Regions from separate parts of the Arachis hypogaea genome. Here region 1 is linked to region 2. A link is a contact called in public Hi-C data. All regions are on one chromosome and are shown on one strand. The core of a region is the stretch at or near the end of the contact, and the rest is flanking DNA. Distances in the headings are between cores, read along the strand shown. Region 1 holds the start of LOC112796375 (COBRA-like protein 7). Region 2 holds the start of LOC112796371 (protein FAR1-RELATED SEQUENCE 11).

Region 1 (4,929 bases), core at 2,382-4,881, 210 kb after region 2:
TTCTTGAAATCCTTGTTGTTCTGGGGCCGAGGGAGCTTTTCCTCATCTCGGCAAGGTTGTGGTCTCTCTGCACATCGAGCTTCACGGAGCTCCTCAATCTCCATTTGACCCGCGACTTTCTCCCCGAATTCCTCCAATGTCTTCGGTTTGGTTACGACTATGGTTTCCTGGAATTTTCCTAGACGGAGGCCACTTTTGAGTGCGTGCAAGTGTACCTCGGGGTTAAGGTCTGGTATCTCCATTGTGGCTGTAGTGAACCGGGTCATATAGTCTTTTAAACTCTCATGTTGTCTCTGCTTGATTGTGTTGAGGTAATCTAACCCATGGACGTATATTCTGGGATTTGCAAAATAGTCAATGAAGGACCTAGCCAGTTCTTCAAAATAAGATATTGAACTTGCAGGGATCTTAGAGAACCAAAGTAAGGTAGGGCCAAAAAGTAGGAAAAAATCGATAGAGTATAGGATCAAAGGCACCGTTAAAAAACATCATGGATTGGAACTTCTTAATGTGCACACAGGGATCTCCAAATCCTTCATATGCTTTGAGCATCGTGGACAACACGAAGTTCTTTGGCATTTGAAATTTGACGATATCCTCGGAAAAGGAGTTGTCTATCGTCAATTTTTTCTTCGGCGGGGTGACCTCCTGGGAGCCTGAGTCTGGAGGACGTACGCCATTTGAGGTAGCACTCTTCAGGTCCTCCGTATTCGACTTCCCATTGTGAGAAGCTTCGAAGAGGTTAGCCATTCTCCTAACCTTAGTCAGAAGGGCAGCATTCTTGGCCATAAGTTCCTCGTTAGTGGGAGGAGGAGTTTGTGGCACGGCATCGTCAGCCATAATCCTGTAAAAGATATCAACGTAAAATATGCGTGGGGATTAATCTTTAAATGTTCGGTCCCATGGTGGGAGCCAAATGTTCTGCTCTGATGAAGGATGTTGCCGACTTGAAGCTTTTACTCAGGATGCTATTATGCTCGGCTTCAAGGATTCATCACTTCTTCACCAGTTGGAACGTCGGAGGGTGGACCTGTACAAAACACTCTGATAATCAAGTCAATGGAATATCAAAAAGGATCAAGATGAAAGCTCAAAAATAACTCTCTCTCTCTCTCTCTCTCTCTCTCTCTCTCTCTCTCTCTCTCTCTCTCTCTCTCTCTATTCTTGTTTCTTGTGTTTTTTCCATCCTGGTCCTAAGCTTATGGTCATCCTCCAATTTATAGATGATGAACATCGTGGTGTTGAGTAACGGTTATCATAATTTCTAGCTTGTGTTGGTTATAGAGATCTTTTTGGAATTTGAAATGATTCCGAGTTTGTTGCGTGCAGATAGGCACTATCCGAGATACTAAGTTGTAACTGGCAAACTGAGGTGGTACTTGGTATAGTCCACTACCATTTTCTTTGAGAATGAAATTCTTTTTGTTCCCAACTGCTTTTAATGCATATGTTTAGTTTTTCTTGATTTTAATCTTCCTATTCCATCTTCTATGACAATTACAAATGACAAGGGTAGGCCATCCAGGGAAGAGATTGAGAAGATTGTGCAGAAAGTAGAAGGAAAACAAGAACAAAGTGGAGACCAAGAATGCGCTCGAGAATTATGCCTATAAGTCTACAACATGAGGAACACTATAAAAAATGAAAAACTGCTTGGTTTTGATCTACATTCTGCGTGTCTCAGAGAAAGTAGAAGAAGAAAAATGACAAGGGAAGAAATTTTAGTTCATATGAATCTATTTTAAGTAGAGGAGATGGGTAAATAAATAAATTTATAAAAGGGGTTGGTTTGGCGAGTTGGTGATGGGTCCAGTAACCGAATATTCGTGATCCTTGACTTGCTTCTCCACATCCTTGTGTTGTCCCTCCATCTGAAACTTTCAATATGCAAAATCAACTGCTATTGATGGTCAAGGACTTAATACTTTCTAATGGTTTGTGGAATCAAACTCTAATTAGAAGCATTTTTTCTGAGGGCACTAGTCAGCGTGTGCTAGCAATAACAATTGGGAGTGGAGAAGATAAAATTTATTCGGTCCTTAATAAAAGTTGTTTGTATGAAGTGAGTATTGGGTACCGTGTGATTTATGAGTTCTCGCATCCTCCCATTGAATTTTGCCTAGAGATTATGAGACAACGAAATTTGGGGCGAGAACTGTGGAAACTGAAAATCCCAGCGAAGATTAAGATTTTTTTCTGGAAGAGCTTTCATGAAAAGCTTCCAATACTACAAAAGCTTCATCATCGTATCCCATCGATTCAACCCATCTACCGAAGATGCTTACAATTCCTAAAAACAATCAATCGTTGCATCTTCCATTGTGAGAAATCAAAGGAGATTTGGTTAAAAATGGGTTTACTAGCTGTTAGAAGGGGCACCGAAGACTCTGATTTCTATGTTGAGTGGAACTTGAGAATGGGAATCTTACATACCAAACTCAGTAGCTCCTCTCAAAGGATGATGATAGTGATTTTGAACCGATCCTTATGAAAAATTAGGAACAGATTCATTTTTGATAATGTATCAACTAGTGTGGTAGAGATATGGCATCGATTTTGAAACTATAGAAAGAGTTTCAACAAATTTTTAATTCTTAATTGATAAATATTTTATTTTATTTTATTTTATTTTATTGGATTATTATATGTTATTTCTATAATTAAGTGTTAGGAGTCTCTTATTTTTTTTACTTATTTTATATATAAATACATATATTTTTTTCGTTTTATGAATAAAATGATCTGATTTTAAAAAAAAAAAAAAAGAAAGAGAAAAAGGAATACTTTAAGATTTCAGAGAGGCAACAAATTTTTTGTACTTAAATTGGAGCCTTGTCTTTGGAGTGTTTCCCATGACACACACTTGTTCTCAGCACCAAGTCAACGTTAAGAATCCGTAAATGCTTCCGAATTCAACAAACCAAAGTCATATCACCCTCTATAAGAATTTAATATTTAAACCTAAAATTTAAAATAATAAGTAAAATCCAATTAATATAATTAGCAACCTACTCTCAAATACCACTTCAACTACGTTAGCTAAGCCAAATGGCCAAACCATCATTGTCCTTGGCCATGTCTATCCAAAACTAATACATACATCATCAACTCCAAATTCATCGTAGCTTAAACCAGTCTTCATGAAAAACGACCAAGACAATTTATTTAGCAAATCTAAAAAAAACAACTGAAGACTAAATAATTAAAATACTATACAATAATAATAATGTTAAGTAATATATATTAAAATTAGTAATTAATATAAAATATATATTAAAAATAAGTTAAACAATATATATATTTATACATAAATATATAATAATTAATTTTTGTGATTAATTTTAGTGTTTACGAAATATTTTTGATATAATAAATATGTCTTTATTTAATTTGCCCCTGTATCAAAATTAAATCTAAAGTATAATATTGGTGGTCTAATTAACTAACAAAACTGAAAACTATACTTTAAACCTTTGAATAGTCATCATTCACTACTAGTATATTCTTACTATACAAGCAAACATACAAGGGATGATGCTCTTTCATTTGAAACACTCCAAGACGGCAAAAACTTTAGGATAAAATTAAAATAAATTAATTATTAAATCTATATGATGTTATATCTTCCAATAAACTAACTCATATTTATAACCCTTCTCACTTTCAAAAACAAACTAATACGTAACCATGGCCATGGCCTTGCATGACCATGTCTTCTTCTACATCTTTGTCATCATCTCCGCCGCGCCATTATCGCTCTCTCAGCCGCAAGCCGCCTCCTCCTGCAACGGAATATTCCTTTCTTACACTTACACGGGCGGCTACCGCCTGCCGCCGAACACGTCCGACACCGCGGACCAGCCATACCGGTTCACGTCGGAGCTGACGGTGCTAAACTACGGCCTAGAGGATCTGAAGTCATGGAAGGTGTTCGTGGGTTTCCGGCACCGGGAGTGGCTGGTTTCCGCGTCGAACGCGGAGCTGGCGGACGGCACAGGGCTCCCTGCTGCCGTCGGAAACGGGACAGTTTTGGAGGGGTCCGAGGTGAGGGACTTGAAGACGGCAGCGGAGACCGCGGGGGACTTAAAACAGATGATGCTAACGGTGGGCATGGTGGGGACGGTGTTTGGGGTGGCGCCACCCAATGTTCCCATGCCTTCCACCATTAGGCTCTCTAATGATGGTTTTATTTGTCGTAAACCCACTTCTCAAGGTAAAATTAAAGGCTTCCTTCCAATCTATAATTATATCAAGACAACTATATTTAAGAATTTTTTATTAGTCAATAAATTATTATATATATAAAATATGATTCGAACATTCAACTTCGATTTTATAGACTACTGATTCTTTCGATTCAAATTGATTATTCTATAATTATATTTAAGAGTTTAATTTTTATTTACGGATATATTTTGTGTGAAACATCATCTAATTACATTGACTTTTTAAATAACCATTTACCATCAATTATAAAAATTAATTATATTTTACTGAATAATATATTAAGTGAGTAACACTGGTCAACTTTTTTTTAAGAAATGTCAGGTGACCAACATGTTTTTCCTAAGTGTTGTATAATCAATCTTTCTTTTGTATATGAAGGCATGATTTTTTTTTTCTTTTTTCTTTTTGGCATTAGTTAGATAATAGATATTATGTGCAATTCAATTGTGTGGGTATGTATTTTACGCTTAGTCTGATAATAAGAGGAAAAAAATCGATACAATAGAAACGTAACTACAAGAGTATATGTATATGTATAAATGTAGGGATTTTAGTTAAGATTGTATTAAAATTATTGAAACTATTCATATTTTTACGTAAACATATTCATGAATGAAAATTTTCAAGACTTCCATCATTTTCTTCTTATTTTCCTTTAAATTTTTTAAGTTGTGTGTTTTTATACAAAGATTAACAAAACTA
Region 2 (5,205 bases), core at 2,682-5,181:
CGGAGATTAGTAGAATAGATGACGTTTGTTGGCCCAATCACCCGCAGATGGTAGTCTCCGAGCTGGTTCGCACGCCGGAGCTTCCTTCCGACTTGTGTGTGTGAGTGAATGGGGGGTGGTACCTGCAAAGACACTCCGATGCCTAAGTTAGCAAGGGTGTTAGCAGGTCTAGAGAGTATTGGGCTTAGAGATACCTGAGGGGTGTCAGTGTATTTATAGTGGTGAGCCAATAACCACCGTTGGAGTAGTGCCGTATCTTTTGGGTGTTAACCGTCCCTCTATCTTAGGGAGGTTGAGATATGGCTCGATGAAGCGGTTAGAGAGATTTTTGGGGCGGTTACTCATTTAAATGAGTGTTTATCCGCCAGCTAACCTCATGTCCGACTTCTTCGCAGTAAGTCGTAGTCGACACCGACTTCTTATATGAAGGTTGGCGCTTAGCTAGGCTTAATTCTTCGGATTAGGCCTTTCTACTTGGACCTGGGCCTTTATCATTGGGCCAGGGTATGAACAACATGTATACGACAAAATTCAAATTTTTAACACTTTATCAAAGAGAAATAATACTAGGTCAATTCAAGTTAGTTATATGTAAACATTTTAACTATTATTTCACGTTATGTGAATAATTTTTTTTGGTAAAGTATTATTTTTGTTTCTAATATTTGGACCAAGTGTTAATTTAGCTTTAACATTTCAAATTTTTATTTTAATTTTTAATAAATTTTAAATGTCTTATTTTAGTTTCAAAAATTTTTAAAATAATTGAATGTTGTCTCACCGTTAAATTTGATCTGAACAATTAATCTATTAAAGAATTAATATCATTTGATTTTAGAGCATAAGTAAAACAGTCTAACTAAACATCTAGCAATTTTCAGCCAAAAATTGCACATGCCATCATACAAGCACAAATTCATGCAGGGGAAGACAAGATCAAATGGAATAAAGAGAAAAAAGGGACTTACACTGTGAAATCGGGATATAAGGTGGGGTTCCATTTCTTCCATGCCCCAACTGAAATGATGCCAGCATATTTTCGAGATAAGCGAATCTGATAAGCACTTTGGGACCTCAAATGCCCAATGAAGATGAAGGTTCTGCTATAGAAAGCTTTGCACGAAGGCCTCCCTGTTAGAAAAAAGTTAAATACAAGGATTCCAAACATAATCAGCACATGCCCACAGTGTGACCAACACGAAAAAACAGTCAACCACTATTTACTTACCTGTATTCATTCAAGACAAGTTTGGAACCTAGCCCAAATTCCAGCAGCTGACCCGAAAGAGAAAGACAACAATAATCTGTTTTGCAAATGGTGGAAGATGATACTTGACAGAACAAATGGTGATAGCCATCGAAGGAAACGAAGAAGCTTGGTAGCGTGCTTGATCTGGAGCATATGGACTAGCTGCAACAAATGGATTTTTGAAGGTAAGGTATTGACACCAGAAGAGATCTGGAAGGTAGCTGAATATTCAATTGATGAATTCTTGTAAAAAATTTCTGGACCCTAATTTCTCGCTTAGCTCTCACTCTTTCTTATTTGAGTTTCAATTATAATTGGGAAGCCATCCCTCTTTTGCCTGTGACTGTCCGATTTTGGACATTTGTATTTCTTTTCTTTATTTGAATGAAATGCATCTATTGCCTTGGAAAAAAAAATTACACATCCAAACATTTTTATATCCAAGTCCAACTAAGAAGGCCCAAATTCAACAAAAATCACTTTCATTACACCAGTGTGTACACACGCGCGTTTCAATAACACTTCTTTGTCTTGGTCTTCGCATTCTTCCTTCTTCTTCGCTTTCCTCCTTTCTCGTCTTCGCATTCTTCTTCTCTCAATCATCATTCTTTTATTGTTGCTATTGTTACTGCATTTTTTCTTTTCCTCCTTTTAATTGAGGTTCATTTAGATTCAGAAATGAATCAAATTTGATACAAATTTGGTGAATAGTTAACAGTAGTATCAAGTGAACCTAACTCAATTCACAAATGAACCAAATTCAATTCAGATTTGAATAAAAAGTGATAAACATTCAATCAGTAAGAAAAGTACATTTCAATTCATTTCTGCATGCAAATGAACTCAATTAAACTAAGAGATGAATCGAATTTCTTAAGAAATAACAGATTTAGTGAATACTTAAAAGTAGTAACTCAATTCACAAATGAACCGAATTCGATTTAGATTTGAACAAACAATTAAAAAATTACTTAAAGAATAAAAGAATAACATTGGGGAAGAAGGAAGAAAAGGAGAAGGAAAAAGAAAAAGAAAAAAAGAAGGAGGCGCGTGATTTGAAAAGTTGTTATAATTTGGTTAGACTTGGTTAAGTATTTTGTTTGGATGTAGAGCTTTATTCTAAGTAAAATACTAACGGTCACCAACGTAACAATTTTTTTTTTAGAGGAGTGCTACACATACAAGTCATTTTTGTTTACATGTCTTACAAGTTAGGCCTAGCACGTGCGTTAAGAAGAAGAAGAAGAAGAAGAAGAAGAAGAAGAAGAAGAAGAAGAAGAAGAAGAAGAAGAAGAAGAAGAAGAAGAAGAAGAAGAAGAGTTGGGCCTAACACATGCGTTACAGAAGAAGCGTGAATATAAATGACTTGTATGATTTGTATAGAAAAGCGTTCTCTCTTTACCTCCGATCTCTTTCTGTTTTTTTCGATTTTCATGGTTTCTGAAATCAAGCTTTGAAATTGTTTTGAAGATGATGGAACTTCAGAAATACACCCGAATGATTACAAAAATACACCCAAACGATTATAGAAATACATCCAAAGGATTACATAAATACACCTAAACAGTTACAGAAATAAACCAAAGGATTACAGAAATACACTCAAAGGATTTAAGAAATACACCCAATATAGGGAGAGATAGTATATTTCTTCTTGAAATCAATACACCCAAAGAATTATAGAAATACACCCAAAGAATTACAAAAATACATCCAAAGAATTTAAGAAATACACCCAAAATTTGTTAAAGTACACCTTATGCATAATTCAGAACTCTTTCTCTTTTTCCTCCTCATCTTCTGCTGCTGCTTCTTCTTCTTCAAAAACGATTTTCAGAGCTTGATGTCAAAAAATAATAGAAACCGAGAATAACGAAGAAAGAAAACAAAGAGAAAAGCACGTAAATGAAGAAGAAGAACAGGAAGAGGAAGAAGAACGTGTAGCAAGAAGAAGAAGAAGGAGAAAGAGAAGGCAAGAAACGTACCTTGAATAATGTTTCTTCGTTTTTTCTGGTGATTTTGATGAAGGAGAAAGAGAAAACGAAAAGAGGAGAAGAAATTTCAATAAAAAAAGAGGGAGAAAGAGAAGAAAAAGAGACACAGAGAAAGAAGAAGAAGAGGAAGAGGAAGTACGGAGAAAGAAAAAGAAGAAAAAGAGGTACAAAAAAAAAACGTGAAACGACGTATTTATAAATGACTTGTATGACTTGTATGGAAAATCACTTGTACGTGGAGAATTACTTTTTTTTTTTAATTCTAGAACATTAATGATTGATAGCTAAAATTTAGGATATTTTGTACCAAAAAAAATCGAAAAAATAAGATATTACAAAAAAAATTTGGTTGTGTTTTTTTAATTAAAAAAAGAATATAACTTAATAATTATATTATTAATATCTATGTCATTCACTCTATTAATTATTTATTTAAATTTAATTGTGGAATAATATTAAATTTATTTAAAATTATTTAAAACAAAAATAAAATATTTAAAATATTAATAATTAAATTAAAAATTAATTTAAATATTAAAGATTAAAATAGTACTTCATTATTTTTATTTTTGTCATTAGAAACAACAGATGTTAAATGTAACAACTTCGGCTAAACCATCGAAATGTTCTTTATTGCAGGCCTAGGATTGTACATATGTAATACATTATCCACAATTCCATGGAGATCAGGAACGATTTTGGTCATCTATTATTGCCTTTTTTCTTTGGACGTTTCTTTTTTTTTTTTATTCGAATTAAAAAATGTTTGCAACTTTTGAAGGCTGAAGTAGTTGAAGAGTGTTACTGTGTTAGGCAGAGGTGTAAGTGGGCACGGGTAAATGGATTAAACCCGACCCGACTACTATGGGTTCTACACCGTTAGGTTTTAGCAAAGTTAGATGCGCAGTGTGCATCCCCGCGGCGCACGATAAGGTTATCGTGCTTGCAAATCATTATCCTTCTCCCTGGGATGCGCTTTACTCCTCCTACTCCCCGCCACTTCAATCTTCATTTACTACTTCGTTCTTTTGTTTTATTTATTAGTTATTAATATTAATTGTTTTAGCGCAAAACATATAGAACCTTTGAGTTTGTTATCGACCGTTGAACTCAGTTTGCTAACCCTTCCTCCTGCTGCCACCCGCCACCGATCCTAACCTGGTTAGATCTCCTAACCATTTTTCATACTCTTTTCAAGATTTTTCATTTTTAGAAAGTTTATTCCTTTTTTGCAATACATCATCATTATTATTATTATTATTGTAATTGTGTGAAATGGGGATGATAATTTTAGCTAAGTGTGACACTTATTTGAGATTCTTGGACAATGAAGTAGAAATGCAAGTGAAGTGACTCTCTTAGAGAGTTCCTATATTGGTATTTGTACCTGTCAAGGTTATGAAACTCTTTGGTTAACTGGATAGCTCTTATTCCCAAATCAAGTTTAGGATTTTAGGATTTAACCCTTATGAGTTAACAAGTTGAGCCTTAGGTGAAGTCTTGAATTTCATGTGCATTGGTATCCATACACCTGTCAAATGTAGATACTGAATTTGATCAGTTTTTAGGGTGTTCTGACATCCAATTGGAAGTGTGCCTTGGCTAAACTAAACTACTGAGGGTGATGTTCCCTTCTACAAGGAATGCAGTCACTTTGCTGACTCTCTTTTGATCGGATACACTTTTTTTAATCCCAAGGAGAGAAAAAAGGGGTTTTGTGCTTTACTTCGATGTTCTTTATGTTGCTTACTTGCTTTTTCAGTTAGAGGGTTTTCACGTGTCTGATGATTCGTTTTTAGGGTGTTTTGGAAGGATAAAAATTGTTGTGTGGGGTGTTGAAATTTAATAGTCTGTTATCATATTTGAGGTGATTTTTTCCTTGTTTCTAGCGTTTCAGGTTTAAACATCTGCAGAAAAAAAAAATCCTTCTATTTATTACAAAAGGACAAAATGTCAGAAGGA

The links. A called contact is a pair of places that touch in the nucleus more often than the background predicts.
Region 1: a contact with region 2 is called in a Hi-C map of leaf, with 2.0 times the contacts expected there. The contact joins the promoter of LOC112796375 here to the promoter of LOC112796371 in region 2. A contact is called at or near these places in 2 of 8 Hi-C or Micro-C datasets (both in leaf).

Annotation. Positions count from the first base shown.
Region 1 is chr4:15,079,443-15,084,371 of arahy.Tifrunner.gnm2.J5K5, forward strand. LOC112796375 (COBRA-like protein 7) reads left to right here and starts at 3,632. Exons shown (of 3, transcript XM_025838803.3): 1 at 3,632-4,213. The coding sequence starts at 3,688.
Region 2 is chr4:14,870,776-14,875,980 of arahy.Tifrunner.gnm2.J5K5, forward strand. It overlaps LOC112796371 (protein FAR1-RELATED SEQUENCE 11), which reads left to right and starts at 3,932. Exons shown (of 4, transcript XM_025838800.3): 1 at 3,932-4,404; 2 at 5,133-5,205. The coding sequence starts at 5,194.